2 separate regions of the Hordeum vulgare genome follow, and region 2 is linked to region 1. A link is a contact called in public Hi-C data. All regions are on one chromosome and are shown on one strand. The core of a region is the stretch at or near the end of the contact, and the rest is flanking DNA. Distances in the headings are between cores, read along the strand shown.

Evidence for each region. A called contact is a pair of places that touch in the nucleus more often than the background predicts.
Region 2: a contact with region 1 is called in a Hi-C map of seedling, with 2.5 times the contacts expected there. The contact joins the promoter of LOC123425678 here to the enhancer-like site in region 1. A contact is called at or near these places in 2 of 6 Hi-C or Micro-C datasets (leaf and seedling).

Annotation. Positions count from the first base shown.
Region 1 is chr2H:163,255,601-163,260,900 of MorexV3_pseudomolecules_assembly, reverse strand. LOC123425674 (kinesin-like protein KIN-4C) reads right to left here. Exons shown (of 27, transcript XM_045109377.1): 26 at 4,696-5,265; 27 at 3,819-4,593. The coding sequence ends at 4,258. Among protein-coding and RNA genes, the nearest start is that of LOC123425674, 11 kb to the right of the region's middle. Within about 2 kb of position 2,215, at least 3 of the 3 cell types and tissues checked have open chromatin away from gene starts, as enhancers often do. A contact at or near this core is called in leaf and seedling, where this site is marked.
Region 2 is chr2H:163,860,851-163,866,150 of MorexV3_pseudomolecules_assembly, reverse strand. It overlaps LOC123425678 (brefeldin A-inhibited guanine nucleotide-exchange protein 5), which reads right to left and starts at 2,548. Exons shown (of 32, transcript XM_045109385.1): 1 at 2,227-2,548; 2 at 1,933-2,120; 3 at 819-940; 4 at 680-738; 5 at 167-224; 6 at 1-62. The coding sequence starts at 2,341.

The DNA.
Region 1 (5,300 bases), core at 966-3,465:
CTTCGAGGGCGCGCATGCTCCTTCCCCTCGGGCGGATCTTGTCGCCGGCCATGTTGCCCCCGCCGCCGTCGCCCAAGCACACATCGCGCCTTCCCGAAAGAGGCAGGGCACCGTGGTCGTGCAGGGGCGGGAATCCGTCTGCCCCCGCCGCGACGGCCTGTGCTTCGGGTACCAACGCCGCAGTGCGATCCCGGCAGACGGCGCAAAAGGCCGGCAAGGCCGGGGTCGTAAAGCGGAGGAAGAAGCCACCTTATTCAACCTCTGACTTCACCCCCCCCCCCCCCCGCCGCAAGGAGGTGCTCCGACGATGCCGTTGAACGATTCCGCTCCCCCCGCGGCCGAGGTGTTCGACGAAATGGCTGGAAGGTATGCCTCTTCGGTCTTGGCGATTCCTTTTCATGTTTCGCCATTAGTCTTGCTAGCTCATGACTTGTTATCGTTCGCTATAGCGGTGGTTCGAACAATGCAACAACCGAGTTCATGAACATGTTGGACACGAACACGGTTGACATTGATCAAGCCTCTTTCGAACCATTCAACTACAATGAAACGGACGGCGGCGTGGATGATCATGGTGCTGCGGACGAATTGGAGGAGATCGAAGCGGAATCTTTTGAGCAATCGCAAGCAAAGGATGGGAAAAGCCAAAGATCGAAGAACTACACGATCTTGGAAGATCAAGCTTTGATCCAAGCATGGAGTGAGGTGTCTCTTGATGCATGCACGGGTGTTTCTCAAACCACCAAGAGATATTGGCAAAGGATCGAAGATCAATACTTCTGCATTATGAAAAAGTATCCTAATAGGACTGCACGCACATTTCGGTCACTTCAAGGGCGTTGGGAGAATATCAAACCTATGTGCAGCCATTGAGGAGCTTGCTTGGAGCAAGTACGCAATGCACCTCCAAGTGGCACCGTGGAGTCCGACTGTGTGAGTTTGTTTTTCCTTTGTTCAACTTCTGCATCATCATAATGTATCATGGGAAATGATTGCATCACTTTGTTCACATTTTTTAGGACAAGATTGCTCAACATAGATACAAGGACATGGAAGCTTCGGAAGGCAAATTCTTCAAATTAAAGCATTGTTGGGAGTTGCTCCAAAAGTGCGACAAGTGGAAGTTGATCAACAGAGAATCCCCACCAAAGAGAGGCTCACTTATAAACATGGATGAAGATGAGGATGATGATGGACCAAGAAATTTGCACAAGCCCGATGACGACAAGAAGACTAAAGAGAAGATGAAGAGAGAGCAAGAAGCAGCGAGCTTGAGGGAGAAGATTGATGCCATGGTGCAATCAAACGACTTGATGTTGTTGAAGTCGTTGGAGATCAAGAAAGAGTTGGCCGAGAAGAAGGCAAAAGAGAAGCAAGAAAAATGGCAAATGCACGAGGAAGAGGGGCTCCGCAAAGCTGCCATTGAGGAGAGAAAAGCACGCGCCTCTGAAACCAAATCGATATCATTGTTGCTTGCCGAGGAAAACAAGATCATGTCAATGAACCGCAATGACATGGACGACCTCACCAAAACATGACATGATATGGCAAGGAGAGAGATCTTGAAGAGGAGAATGGTCGCCTCGACCGGTCCGTGTTCCAGTTCCGGTGATGTTTTCTGCTTCATATAGTGCCAATGTGGATGATTTCGGTGCGGGAGTTGGAACAAGCGACGAATGTGGATTCGGTGGCGTCGATGAACTTCAATATGGACTTCATGGCGCGGGGTGAAGATCGACCCCCAAGATGATGCCGGACATGGGCGCAAACCTTTGCATGCCTTCTTTTGCGTAATGAACTTCACTTTTATTTGCGCACAAACTGTTTATTTCGTTTGAATTTAAACTTGTTTGCCAAACCCTATGTCAAATACGAGATTTATAGTTTTCTGTTTGCGGGTCGTCGCGGTGGAACCCGAACAGAACCCGTAGAAGCCAACCCGTAAAAAAACATATTCCGCGAATATATCTTTTTACCAATCCGTTTGGGGGGTCTGCATCTGTGCCAGTCCGCACCGGCACGCAAAAATGATTTTGCGCGAACTGCAAACGCGTTTTGCTAGCCGATGAGATGCGGGGCCTGGTAGAGTTGCTCTAAGTAAATAAAAAGAGTTGGAGGCTCCCTTTCCTCGTGCCCGTTCACTCACGGGCACGGCCAATCCAGAGCCCCGCAAATGGCGACAATGATGAGATGAGCCCCCCTTTTGTTCCTCCCGCCTTTTCAAATTTTGGCACCTCTCACCAATAATGAAGGAGGAGGAGGGAGAGCCGTCCGGGTCAAGGAGTGTGTGCCCCCACCGTTCTCCGCTTGGACGTTTTTGTGCTAGAAAATTGTCCCGTCTTTCTTTCCACCAGAATAGATATACTCGTACTAGTACAGGAGCAATCCGCTCGAAAGCCGAATCTCAGAATCCGGTGCCAGGAGATAAAAACTTGTACGTACGTCCCGGCAACGTAGAGCATCCCTTCCGTGCAGCTACACAGGCTACAGGTGAAGCAAGCGCATGGGCCGCTGCCGCTTCCATCTCCCCACTCCCACTCATCATCTCAGAAAGAAAGAAGCCAATTCCCTTCCCAAAACCCAAGAAGATGTTTTGGTCCATACAATTTTCATAACGGCTACTGAACGTCTTGCCCCTGCTCCTTTGAGACTAACCACCAATTAATTACTATATACTCCCTTCGCCTCAAAATAACTGTCTCAACTTTATACTAGCTCTAGTATAAAGTTGTATCAAGCTTAAGACAATTATTTTGGGACGGAGGAAGTATAATATATACTCCATTACGTCGTGGTTTAAGTAGCCGTTATAGGTCTGTAGCTGTGTCAGTCTCGAGCTCCGACAGCGGCGTGGCACGCTAATCCAATCCAGTTAATCTAATCTAGTCAGGCGCAATATGATTGATTAATAATCAAACACTTGGTCACGCCCTCACGTGCGTCGCCCGCCGTGTTCACTTTGGACCGGGGAATAGTACTCCGTCCGGTACATTTTAGTCTGCATATTAGCTTTGTTCGAAATCAAAATATCTCTACTTTGATCAAATTTATAGAAACATGTATCAACATTCACAATGTCAAATAAATATTGTTAGATTCATTACGAAAGGTGGTTTCATGATATGTATATTTGGTATTGTAGATGTTGATATTTTTCAATATATATCTGGTCAAACTTTATAAAGTTTGACTTGATCCAAATCTAATATAGGGAGTAAAAAGACCGGAGGGAGTACTAGCTGCTAATCGCATCGTACGGCGCGACAGGGATGTGTGTGGACTGGACTGGCAGGCCGATGAGATTAGCCAATGACGCACGGACCCGACAGAAGAATGGTATTCTCTCTGCACTGCAGCCATCAGAAACTGGTACCCCTCCAACAAAATAAAAAATAAACTACCAGAAACTGGTCACCAGATTCACGACGATTTCTTTTGGTTGGGTTGGGTTGGAAATTTGGAATTAGATTCAGGGCTTCAAACTTGCTGGGAAAACTCAACCGAGTCTGACTAAATTCAGGCAAGCTGCTCGGTCGGTGGTACGTTCATATGGCAAGTCATGCCTAACGGCTTCAAATAGTGTACAGTATTCAATCTGGCCCATGATCTTGACCGGTTTCCAACTTCCAGGTTGTAATCATGCTGGCTACACTACACTTCTTCAAGGGAAACTGAAAGCCCTCCACCACAACTTGCTGCTTCACGTTCAGCATCAAAGGTGGACAGACAGATAGACAGACGAGACGAGAAAGAACATGCACGGGAACCAATTGCTGGCTTTGAAAAATTCCCATCCGCCCATCTGCCAGGAATGGATCTAACAATCAAGTGTACCGCGACCAACGCGCACACAGGCATATATATACCTAAATAATTATATCTGGAAAGAACTAAACTAGTTCTTCCCAACTACTCTACAATTATTTAGGCAACAGCAGAGAAACTGTTATCTGTCAGGTAACCTCCCACCGCAGTACACGAGCCAGCCAGCAAAACTGGCTTCACAACAAACATACATCTGAACCTCCCAGTTTTAACTTAACAGACATTCCCCGGGAGAACCGGCTACAGAAAACAGAAGTGCTACTCCGCTCTCGCTCGGATGCCACAGAAAACACAATTCTTGGCTCGGCAAAAGGACCCAACCGATCATCTCCACGGGGGGATCTCGGCGCTCGTCGGTTATGACAGTTTAACCTCGTCCTCTTCTGCAATCTCTCCCCAACACGCTCGTCACACTAGCAGGCTGACGATCGATCATCCCAGGTGGTTCTCCTTCTCCATGGCAGCGTTCTTTCGCAACCGAGCAGGGGGCAGAGCCGGTGCCCTCGCCATGGCAAGGCTGCCGTTCTCCTTGTTGCTGCTCACGGACTCGCCTGCCTTGGCGGCGTTGCGGTCCGTGAGAGGGTTGCTGTCCACGGCGGCAGACATTGCCCTCGGCAGCCTCAGGGGAATGTCGGCCCTGTTCTGCGGAGCGGCTTCAGGGTTATCTGGTGCAGAGGTCGGTGGAGGAGGCTCGGTGGGGACGAGCTGGATTGTTGCCGTCTTGCGCCAGTTCTTCCTCTGCTTCGGTTTTGCCCCACCTTGTTTCACCTGAAAGTTATACATAGAAAAATGAGTCTGTCACCGTACAAAAATGTCCATGACAGCAAAAACGGTCGGTCGCGCGAGCGACTGAAATAATTGTGCACTTACATCTGTATTTCCAATGTCCGCCAATGGTTTTCTTGATTTTGGCTGCTGAGCTTCCTTCTCAGCCACAGCATTCTCAAGAAGCATGATTCCTTGCTTCACATCTTCCTTCATCTTGGCATCATTCTCTGAAGAAGAAACATTACCAAACTCGCTACCTTCCTTCTCAGATGGTGGTTCATCGTCTATTTCTTCCTTGATGACGCGCACCCTATTGGAACATTTCGAAGCATTACACCCGCAGCCAGTACCACATTGTGAACCTAGAGCTCTGCACTCACAATATCTGGTGAGCTTGCACAATGATTTTGATGAACACGAGCAGCACTGTGAAGGAGCTTGCTCTTTCTGGGCAGTGGGAATTTCCTCGCTGGGCTTCTGAGACTTAACATCTGCAAGTGAATTATTGCTACTTGGGTTGGATGTTCGCCGCCGTGTATTATTGACTTTCCTGGATGACTCTACCCAATCTGTATCAGATCCATCATCACTCATATCTTCTAATTCTCCCGACTCCTCGGCATCTGATATTTCCATGTCATCCGACCAGTAGGAATTCTTACCTCGAGCACTCTACATTCACGAGGGGCGACATGAGAAAAACTGCC
Region 2 (5,300 bases), core at 1,299-3,798, 600 kb before region 1:
ATACAATGCTGATCATCTGTGTTAACATGGCTTTTGAGGTAGCCTGGTTCACAGGGCTCTTGCTGAAATACCAGCAAAAAGTTTAAGCATGTATCAGAATCATAATACAGCAAGCATGAAAATGTAATATAACAATTACCAGTTAAGAGTCTGCTAAAAAAATTACCTGTTAAGGGCAATGTTATAGCATACCCTAATCACTCCAAGCAATGGTTCTCCATGTACTGCATTACAACAAAAAGTGTCAAACTAAGCATTCTCGCATCTCACATGAATGTTACATATGGAAAGCCAGCTACAGGCAGCAATACTTACACCTCCTCACTGACTATGCATAATAATTGGTTAACAACTTTGAACTTGTTTGCCTAGAGGCTTTCTACAAAGATAACTACAGATATGATTTTAATTTACCACAAAAAATACATGGCAGCAAACAAGTCTGCAATCTCAGATATAAATTTTGGGGTTATCTGTACACAAAGTTAAGCTTCATGTCAGATCAGAGCTTCAGGAGGGGGCATGGCCAACACGGCACTAATAATCTACACTTTTTGCCAGACGATGATATTATCATAGCTTAGTGATCCTATCCAAACAGACGCATTAGCTTCTAACTTGCATAATAAGCACAATGTTAAGAGATGTAAAAATGAGCTTAGCATGACTGGAAGGTTACCTCTAAACCTATTTGAAGCAACAGCGTTGAGGAGCACTTTCAAGACCTGGAGAACAGTACTGCAAAAGACGTGTTAACTCATATCAGTACCTGTGCATAATTGTGACCTAACATGATATGAACTTAATGTAATGCATACCTGTCAGAGGAGGTGTTATCAACACACCCACATACCATGTTCAGGATGTCAGTAAATAGTGGGGAATTTTTACCCTCTTCTAGACCAGGATCACCTTCCAGATGGTCATAAGCAACAAGTTTCTGGTAATTGAAATGGAAACCGCCCAATCAGAAAAAGTTGTCCAGCAAGTCTCATGTGATATTGCAACGTAAATACGAAAGGTTACACGATGTTTCAAAGGTGGCGAAAAACATATTTGAGTGATCCTACACATGGAGCGGCAATTGGGGTATTCATTTAGAGTGTGGCACAATCAGAATGAAGAAGACACTTGTCTAGACACCCTTGCAGTGTAGCATATCCTGAGCTAGCAAACACAACGAAAGGCCATATATTGGATACCATATGGACAAGGTATGGTACACACCATATATGTATATGTGATAGCTGTGGACTTATATTCAGATTTACATTGATGTTTATGAATAGTAGACAAATGAACTGCCAAATAAACAAAACTATACCAATATAACAAGCATAGAACTGAAGTAAGCATCTTCATTTGCCTGTTTTGTGGTCTTTTTCTAACTGAAAGTTTTGTTGTCTTGTTACAATAACACTTATGTTAAGTTTGTCAACTAAAACCTTTCAGTTATGAATCAATTTGGTAATAGCTGTCTATGCATACGCACTGATTTTACTCTCCGACTCCAAGTTTGGTCCAACATCCAGTACATACATGATGATAGTCTATGACCGATGTCGATCTTGTCAGAATTGTATGCTTGTCAAAACAGTATAGAGACTGTTTACATCCCGAACCCAGATGGCCAAATGCAAGGGGTTGTGTAATGCTTCCAGTCATATGGAATGAACAACAATGGTCTCATACACCATCTATCACCACATCAGCAAATAAAGTATCCCCTACACAGGGCATCCCAGCCCCAAGGACCAATGCCTTTCAGGGGGGCCTGCTGCTGTAGTGAAAGATCAATTCAAGTTTGCTACCGTAGTGAACGATCACTCTTGCCGCACCGCATTTGCGGCGACAATGTAACCCGGTTTCTGGTTTGTAAGCCTCCGGCGGGTGAAGAGGTAGCAACGACCAGGAAAAGGAGACAGACATTACATGGAGGCAGTCGAGCGCCGGCTCGACGAGCTTGATGTGCTTGGTCTCGAAGGCGAGGCGCAGCGGCTGCAGCACCAGCTCGGCCTGGGTGCCCTCCAGCACGCGCCCGGCCGAGGCCAGCACATGCGTGACAGGCGCCGGCGCGCCGTCCTCCTGCTGCTCCTGGGCCGCCGCCCCCTTGATGGCATCTGCGACAGACACGCAAACCAGAGCTTAGTCGATCACCGATCGGGCGCGCGCGCGCAGCTGCGGTATCCCCAATGCGCGGGGTGGTGGCGGAAGGCGTGGACGCACCGAGGTAGGACTGGATGGATTGCTGGAGCGCGGCGAACTTGCCGCGGTTGGCGGAGCACTCCTTGAGCATGGCCTCGAAGGCCCGGGTGACGAAGCCTCCCGCGGCGCCCGCCATGGCCGCGGCGGATCTCCCTCCTCCTCCTCCTCCTCCGGGTCGCGGCGGGGCGAGTGGGGAGGAAATGGAGTGGTTAGATCCGAGGAGAGGGAGGGGACGCGAGATCTGGAGAGAGAGAGAGAGAGAGAGGGGAGGGGGGTTTGGATCTGGGCGCCTCACTCGTCGACCTGTTTCGATCGCGGGTTTCAACGGATCGCCAGGACCATTTGCCAAATTTCTTTCACGGCAATATACTTTGCCTTGCCACGACCTCCCACGCACACGCAGTAGCAGACTATCTGTGCAGAAGATTCGGTGCGTGTGCGCAAAGGTTTAGGCCAGACGGGCCTATGGGAGAACACGTCGACAAACGATGGTTTTGTTTTGTTTTGCTAATCACCTCATCAAGCATTTACAGTTTTGCAATGTATACTCCATCGGTCTCGGTTTATAAATCATGTTACGAAAATCAAATAATCTCAAAATATTAAGGCATGATGCATTAACTTTCACCTTTTTTGTTGTTTTTTAAGATGAATAAAGAAATCAACCAATAAAAGACATGATGCATGTATACTTTTAATGACTTGAGACTAACCTAGCACGACATGCATTGATCAATTCCTTGCATGTAATGGTATTAATTAGTAAAATTAACATTAATTTTTCTCATTTTCCTTTCTGTCTTGATCGCAATGCACAACCTAAGATGACATATACATCTAAATCCGAATACATTCTATCTTCCTAACTGAACAGAGCCCACATATAAAGCCAGGTTGCATTTACTTACGTCTCGGTGTTTGATCTATAGTTGTTATGCTCATTTATGTATAGATCTTAAATCACAAACTCTCTTTGCATATTTATCCCATACAAATTCTTACCATCATTTGGTAAAATAATGTAATCATGATACTGGTTCACGTCATTGTACCATGTATATGATTAATAATTTTAGAAACATGGTACAGAAGCAAACAGTCACAATACACGCACACTTACACTTATGAATAAGTGCATGCGCTCTTGTTCTATGAGCACCTTTGAAATATTGAGTCGGGAGATCTTGAAATTGACGTAGTCGTGAGGTACCCCACAGTTGTGGGGCACATCATATTATTAAAAAATTAATGTACGAGAGACTGAAATAAATTCAAAAAATATGTGAGCACTTGTATCAAATCTAAGATTTGAAGCCGGGTGGGTTGGTTTCATCTAAGTTAAGCTTGGTTTTTCAAAAAAAAGGCTTAGTTCCCATGACTCACAATTTTAGGTCCTCTTTGGTTAACCCAATTTTCAAATCAAGAGAATAGGAAAAGGTTTGATTAAAGTATTATCTTATATTAACTTGGATCTTTTATAGGATTATAATGCTACATGATTTTACATGAGAGTGTTTGATATAACATAGAAAGAACAAAGAAAACTATTAAGAGGTTTGAGTGGACCAAAAAAGTCCTCGCTAATAAAGTTGAAGTATCGTAGGGATACCGCTTCGTCTCATGGCTCTCGGGTAAATAAGGCGATTAGAGTTTCACCTAGCTCCCATCGACGCGAGTAGTGGAGCCAGGCCTCGGGCACACAAGGCCCAGGCCGAGGGCGTGGAAACTTTTACCATCAATTATCTATATAGAATTTTGTATGGGACTCGGGTTCAACCTAGTCAAAGTAGGTCCAAATACCGGATGGGTTGCCTCACCAAACGTTAGTCACCACCTATCCTCGCATTACATACACGCCCGACTGTCGAGGAACGTTGCATGGGAAACAAATATTTTCCTACGCATACGAAAGACCTATCCATGGTGATGATCATCTACGAGAGGGGAGATCGAATCCACATACCCTTGTAGGCCGCTAAGCGGGAAGCGTTAAGAAACGCGGTTGATGTAATTGAACATCTCCGCGATCCAATTCGCAAGTCGTCCCGCAATCCAATCACGATCTAGCGCCGAACGGACGGCACCTCCGCGTTCAGCACACGTGCAGCTCGATGACGATCTCTGCCTTCTTGCTCGAGCAAGAGAGACGAAGAGGTAGCTGAATTCTCTGACAGCACGATGGCATGACGGTGATGATGGTGGAGCTACTCCGGCAGGGCTTCGTCGTGCCGTACCAAAATAACTACGGGGTGTCACGAGGTGGTGGAGGGAGAGAGGGTTGCGCCGTGGCTTGTGGTGCAAAAAGCCTCTCTACCCTCCACTAAATATAGGAGGGAGGGAGGGGTGGCACCCTAGGGACTTGCCCTAGGGTTCGACCGGTGCAAAGGAGGAGGGAGGAGTCCTTCTCCAAGTCGATTTGGAGGAGGAGAACTCCTCTCCCTATTCGGTTTGGCCCCACCTCTCTCTCTTCTCCAATTCGGCCGAAATAGGCCCTCTTGGGATGGCCGCCCAGCCCACCACGGGCTGGTGCGCCACCCTTGGGCCTATTTGGTCCCTTCCCGGGTGGGTGGCCCCTCCGGGTGGAACTTCGAAACCCATTCGTCACCCCCCATACTTTACCGGTAATGCTCGAAATCCTTCCGGAAGCCAAATGGATACTTCCTATATATCATTCTTCGTCTCCAGACCTTCCAGAATTCCTCGTGACGTTCGGGGTATCATCCGAGACTCCTAACAACATTCGGTTACCAACATCAATAATTCAACTATACAGAAACGTCATCGAACCTTAAGGAGGTGTTTGTTTCATGGTTTTTGGGCCGGTACCTGATTACAACGCTATCCAAATATGTTTCCCGTGTTTGGTTGAGTTACGTTGTTAATGAATACCGCATAATCAAATTACACTGTTGTACAGATCCCATTACGCCCACCTCCGACCGTAAAGCAACCCCATCCGGATCCGCTATTCTCGCTCAAGTCATGTTTCTCTTCTTGTTCCGCCAAAGAAGCGAGAACCATTGCTAGATATTTCTCTCTCTCTCTCTCAATCTACCATCGTCGTGCAGGAGCGCCGTCGCCACCACCTTGCCGGA